Linked DNA regions of Hordeum vulgare: region 2 is linked to region 1. A link is a contact called in public Hi-C data. All regions are on one chromosome and are shown on one strand. Each heading gives the region's core, a stretch centred on a gene start, on an enhancer-like site or on the middle of the called end of the contact. The rest is flanking DNA. Distances are from core to core; before and after follow the strand shown. Region 1 has its middle 56 kb from the start of LOC123442803. Region 2 holds the start of LOC123442805 (pollen-specific leucine-rich repeat extensin-like protein 2).

Evidence for each region. A called contact is a pair of places that touch in the nucleus more often than the background predicts.
Region 2: a contact with region 1 is called in a Hi-C map of leaf, with 6 times the contacts expected there. The contact joins the promoter of LOC123442805 here to the enhancer-like site in region 1. A contact is called at or near these places in 4 of 6 Hi-C or Micro-C datasets (leaf and seedling).

Annotation. Positions count from the first base shown.
Region 1 is chr3H:32,715,675-32,718,516 of MorexV3_pseudomolecules_assembly, reverse strand. No RefSeq gene overlaps it. Among protein-coding and RNA genes, the nearest start is that of LOC123442803, 56 kb to the right of the region's middle. Within about 2 kb of position 1,401, at least 2 of the 3 cell types and tissues checked have open chromatin away from gene starts, as enhancers often do. A contact at or near this core is called in leaf, where this site is marked.
Region 2 is chr3H:32,921,079-32,923,920 of MorexV3_pseudomolecules_assembly, reverse strand. It overlaps LOC123442805 (pollen-specific leucine-rich repeat extensin-like protein 2), which reads right to left and starts at 1,381. Exons shown (of 3, transcript XM_045118954.1): 1 at 1,022-1,381; 2 at 1-87. The coding sequence starts at 1,345.

The DNA.
Region 1 (2,842 bases), core at 152-2,651:
TCAATTTTCAAAAGAGTTCACCGAATCCGAAAAAGTTCACCAATTTTGGGAAAATTCATCGAATTTGGAAAACAGTTCATCGAATTTGAAAAAGATTTCATCAAATTCGAAAAGAGTTCATAAAACCTGACAAAAGGTCACCGATTTTTAAAAAAGTTTACCAATTTTGTTACAAAATTCAGCGAATTTGGAAAAAAATCATAAAATTTGAAAAACATTCAACGAATACGAAAACAGTTCATCATATATGAAAAAGTTCAAAAAATTGAAAAAAAATCTTCATTTCAAAATACAATAAAAGAACAAATTCGATGAAAAAAAAAGAACGCACATTGAAAAAGGGAAAAAGAAAACCCAAAATAACGGCCCTAGAAATTACCAGCAATCCGCGGAAAACCGGCTTGGAAAACAAATGGATTTTCGCGATTGAATATCCAAATAAACAGAAAAAAACAAGTTATAAAGCACTAGTCATTCAATGGCCTAGTCTTAACTGTATTGTCGCCGTTGCAGCAGTTCCTGAGTTCAAACTCCTACAGGTGTACATTTTTTGAACGTTAAAACAGAAAACAAGAAGATGTATATAGGCCGGCCCAGCAATGCCCTATAACGGATGCCTGCAGGGCTAAATAAGAAATGTCCAAAACCGATCACCCTTTCTGGACGGAAGCATTCTAGTGGATCGAACCGGCTGCTGTAGCGGACAAGACCTAGACACTATAGCGACAATTGTTAGAAAATAATTAAGAACAATTTTCGAAATTCCTTTTTTTATGAAACATGATTTTTTTAAACTTCGAACATGTTTCGAATTTTCTATTTTTAATAATTCTTGAACAAAACAAGTTTTTTGCTTTACCGAACATTATTTGTAAAACACGGGCATTGTTTCACTTTTTGAACATTTTCAAAATATAATTTATTTCTCAATTTTGTGAACATTTTTCGAAAACATGTGCATTTATTCAAATTAATGACAATTTTGGAAAACATGCACATTTGCTTAAAATTTATGAAACTTTTTTCAAATGCGATTTTGTTTCCAAATACTGATCATTTTTTCAACTTTATGACTTTAGAAAATCAAAAAATAAAAAAATATAGTTATTAAAATAATAAATAAAATAAATGAAAGCACGTAAATTTTAAAACCGGATGATCCAAGAAAAAATAACAATGGAAAAGAAAATCGGTTATGAAACCTTCGAGAAGGTTTCCAAGGCTAGTCAGGAACCGTCTAGAAGGTTTCCCAAACCGGGATTCCCTCAGCACCATCGTTTACTAGTGGCTAGCCTATGCGATGTAGCAACAACTTGACGCAAAGTGCATCGAATAGGATCTCCGTTACACAATAACTTAGAAAATGCTATTTTCCGCACCTTGCGTCAAACTACCGGCACTTCGTAGGGACGAGCGACCGAGCAGCGACGCAACGACCTGCCCCGTTTAAGCGTTCCAACGCTCCAAGTTATGGGAACCTTGCTGGTTTTTTTCTGGTTTTACGAAATTTCTAGAGGTTTTCTGAAACCGGTTTTTTCGTTTCCATTTGTTTTTTTTATTTTTAGGTTTATTTTTTCTTTTCTCTTCTTTTGTATTCTTTTTTATTTTTATTTTTATATCTTTTATTTTTGTCAAGTTTATTTTTTGACAAGTGTTCACAGTTTCAGAATTTGTTCAAAAAATTTATAAAATTTAAAATTGTTCATAATTAGAAAAATGTTCATAATTTCAAAATTGGTTCACAATTGAATAATTGTTTATGGTTTTAAAAGTTGTTCACAAGTTTGTTCACGAATATGAATTTTTTCATGTTTCATAATTTGTTAACAATTCGAAAAATGCTGTAATTTTGTTAAATAATTAGAAATTTGTTCGTGTTTTAAAGTTGTTCACAATTCGGAAAATGTTCTCGGTTTCAATAAAATTTCATAATTCGAAAAATGTTCACAATTTGATAATTTGTTCATGAATTTGAAATTTGTTCATGTTTCAAAATTTGTTCACAATTCGAAAATGTTTTGAAAATGTTCACAATTCGAAAAATGTTCACAATTCGAAAATGTTTTGAAAATGTTCACAATTTGAAAATTGTGCATAATTTTATATTTTTTTTCACCAATTTTAAATTTGTTCACAATCGGAAAAGGTTCATGGTTCCAATTTTGTTCACAATTCGAAAACAATTATAATTTTGTTCACGAATTTTAAATTTGTTCATGTTTCAAAATTTGTTCACAATTGTAAAAATGTTCGCGGTTTCAAAAATTTATCACAATTCGAAAAATGTTCATAACTTTACAATTTTGTTCAGATATTCCAAAAATAACTGCAAAATTTGTTTGCTTATTTTCAAAAAATGTTCAATTATTTGAAAAGTCTAGAATGTCAAAGTATGTTAGCATTTTTTTTCACGAACTAAAAAGTTAAAGGATTTCAAAAAATTGTTCCCCTCTAAAAAAATGTTCACACATGATGAAAATGCTCAAGTTTCAAAACATGTTTGCATTTTATATATTATCGAGAAATTAAATAAAATGCCCATGAACTTCAAACAATGTTCGAGTTTGCGGAATTTGTACACAAATTTTAGAAAGTGTTCACATTTTCAAAATTAGTTCGACAATAAAAAAATGTTCGGGGTGAATTTCATTTTTCATAGTTTTGAACAAACATTCACATTTTCACTTTTGTTCTTGTTTTTCCAAAAAATGTTCACAAAAGAACTTCAAAAGTAATATAATCTGTCTATGTAGCTTGTTCTAATGTATTCACGTTGCCTTTTCACCATGAGCATGAAGTAGTTGCACTGGCTAGCTATCCCTCTCAGCAATAGTTTGATCCT
Region 2 (2,842 bases), core at 132-2,631, 210 kb before region 1:
ATCTGCTATAGTTACCAGTCCAAAGTTACTCCTGTCTTCCTCATGATTAACATTCTTCGGCACACGGTTTTCCAATATACCAGCACTCTTTCCATCATATAAAAGAAAAATGTAAGTAAGCTATATATGACAAGTGATGGTGTTTACTATCAAATGCAACTAATAATAATTAGAAGTTCATTGCATGCAATCGACAGAACCAACGAACAAATATATATCAAATAAGAATCACAGATTCAACAAAGTAATTCAAAAGAGTACAAATAAAGTCGTAAATGTAAGAGCTGGGGAAAACGTGCATCACCATGATACCTCTTGTGTTACATTTTAATCAGTCGTGTGCAAGAATTTAAACAGCAATTAGTCAGCACAAATTTCTGTGTAGCTTCTAACAAAACAAGATCTTGGCATAAATTTCACAGAACAGATGTACTGGCTATCTGGCATCTAACAGCATGCAAAAGAATAAAACTTAACGTACAAATCTACGGGAGTTCAGTCGCACTGACCATTTTTCTGACAAATAAGCGTCTATCTATGCGCTATTGCATGCTCGTTAGATGGCATGTATTACAAAGTCACTGAGATATGTTTCATGGAATTGAAACATGACTTATAGATGGCTTGAGGAATCAACAAATTCGATTATGCATACCATTCGTATGTGCTAACTTGATAGCTACCAAACAACAAGGCCATGTTTCCAGCGCATGCTACAGGATACCCAAAATTTAGTAGTAGTGCCTAGCTAGCAGTATCATGTACCCCAAGACAAGCCAACGTGAACCTATCCAAGGTGCAGTTCCTTCTTTTGCCCAGCCGATCTACTTACGGCCCCAGCAATTCAATATCACTACAATACACAATACTGCCTACATGCAACTACTCCTACTTACTAGATTTATCTTCCGAACTAGGCGCCTTTGTGAACTTTGCAACACGAGATAATCAGGTAACTTTGCTTCGGGCAAGGACATGAATCGCAGCTAGACCGAGAGATCCAGCGAGTAACAGTAGGTACCTTGAGGTTGTATGGGGACGAGGCGGGGGCGGAGACCGAGGCGGCCTTGGAGTTGGAGTCGAGGGAACCCCACGAGTGCGGCGCGGCGGCGGGGGCGGCCCCGGCGGTGCGCATGGGCTGGAAGTCGTAGCTGGGAAGAACGTCGGTGGCGGTGCCGTTGGCGCTGCGGTGGTGGCGGCGGCGCAGGCCGTCCTCGCTCTCCTCCTGGGGGTCGGGGCCCATCAGATCGAGGAGCTCCGAGCCGCCGCCCGCGGGGGGCGGGGAGGGGGCGGCGGAGGCGGCGAGGCCGAGGATCTGCTTGTCCATGAACTGCGACGTGTTCATCGGGCGGGGCCGCCTCGCCGGCGGCGGGAGCGTGTTGGGTGGGGGTGGGTGGGGGTGGGGGTGGGGGTGGCGTGCGGCGGGGAGCTGGGAGGGGAGAGGGGCAGCTGAGCTGGGGGGCGATGGGGGGGTCGGGTCAGGTCGGGTGGGGAGGAGGAATCGAGATGGGACGGCGAGCGAGACCACACGACACGAGAGACGAGACGGCACGGCGAGTGACGGACTCGATTGGTTGGTTCGTCGGCTTGCGCCTCTTCTGTGGGCCTGAAACGTGTGCTGCGAGAAAGTGGGCTCTGGACTGTACGGAGTCCTATTTCCGGCCCGCTGCACAAACCACCACACTGGTACCTAAATAGGCTGGCCTGTGTAGTTTTTTTCCACAGGATTCTCATTTTCCGTTTACTTTTTACTTTTCCTTTTTTCGATTTATTTCTCTTTTTTATTTTCCATTGTTCATTTTATCTATTTCCTGATTTTAAAAAAATCACAAACTTTCTTTCATTCTTTTGTAAACTTTTAAAAAATCAATTTTGATAACCTTTTCTCAAATTCGTTAAAATTTTCAAATTCCGTGAACTTTTTAAAATTATGAAGTTTTGCAAAATCTTTTTGTGAACATTTTTACATTTGTGCAAACCTTTTCTACATTATGAACTTTCGAAGTCCTGAACTTTTTTCAAATGTGTGAACCTTTTTCCCAAAATTCATGAACTTTTTAAATTATTTTTAAAATGTGTTCCCCTTATTTTAAAAGTAAATCATCTTTGGTCAATGTTTATTGGTAGCTAGTCACAGACAACTAGGTATAGTGTGATCGATCAACTTTTTTTAACGTATACTGACCTATCAACTTTTTTTAGCGTATACTGACCTATCAACTGAGTGAACGAAGTGGACACTCGGTTTGTTGGGCCAGACCATGCGGGAGAGGCATGCGAGCGGCAAGTGGCTTAACCGGCGCTGAACACGCCAAATAGGAGGTCTCCTGGACTGTTTGGGCTGGCAGGGATCTACTCGTTGTGTGGTTGTAGACGGGTGTGGACAACGTGTCCCCTAGGCTCATCCCAGGGTGCTCCTCTTTAATGTTTTTCTTTTACTAGCACAAATGCCCGTGCGTTGCAACGGAAAAAAAAAACAATGAAAAAGTGTAGTCCATTGATAAAAACGTGTATGGATACTGTTAAAAAAAAGACACGTACGTAAGGTCGATTATAAAATATGTACAAGAAAGAACCCGGTGCAAGTACATCATGTCAAAAGATTATAACATTTCTCAAATATTGATGCTTAAGTTAACATGTTACAATACAAATAGTCGATACGAAATAAAGACAAATATTGATTAGTATTGTATCCTATATAGTATTTTTAGACATATATATAACATGTAAAATAACAACATATTCAAACTCTACACATTTTTCTAATCAAGTTTCATATATAACATGTTTAAATTGGATTTACGGTTTAAAAGATATTGCTATTTAAAAATACATATTT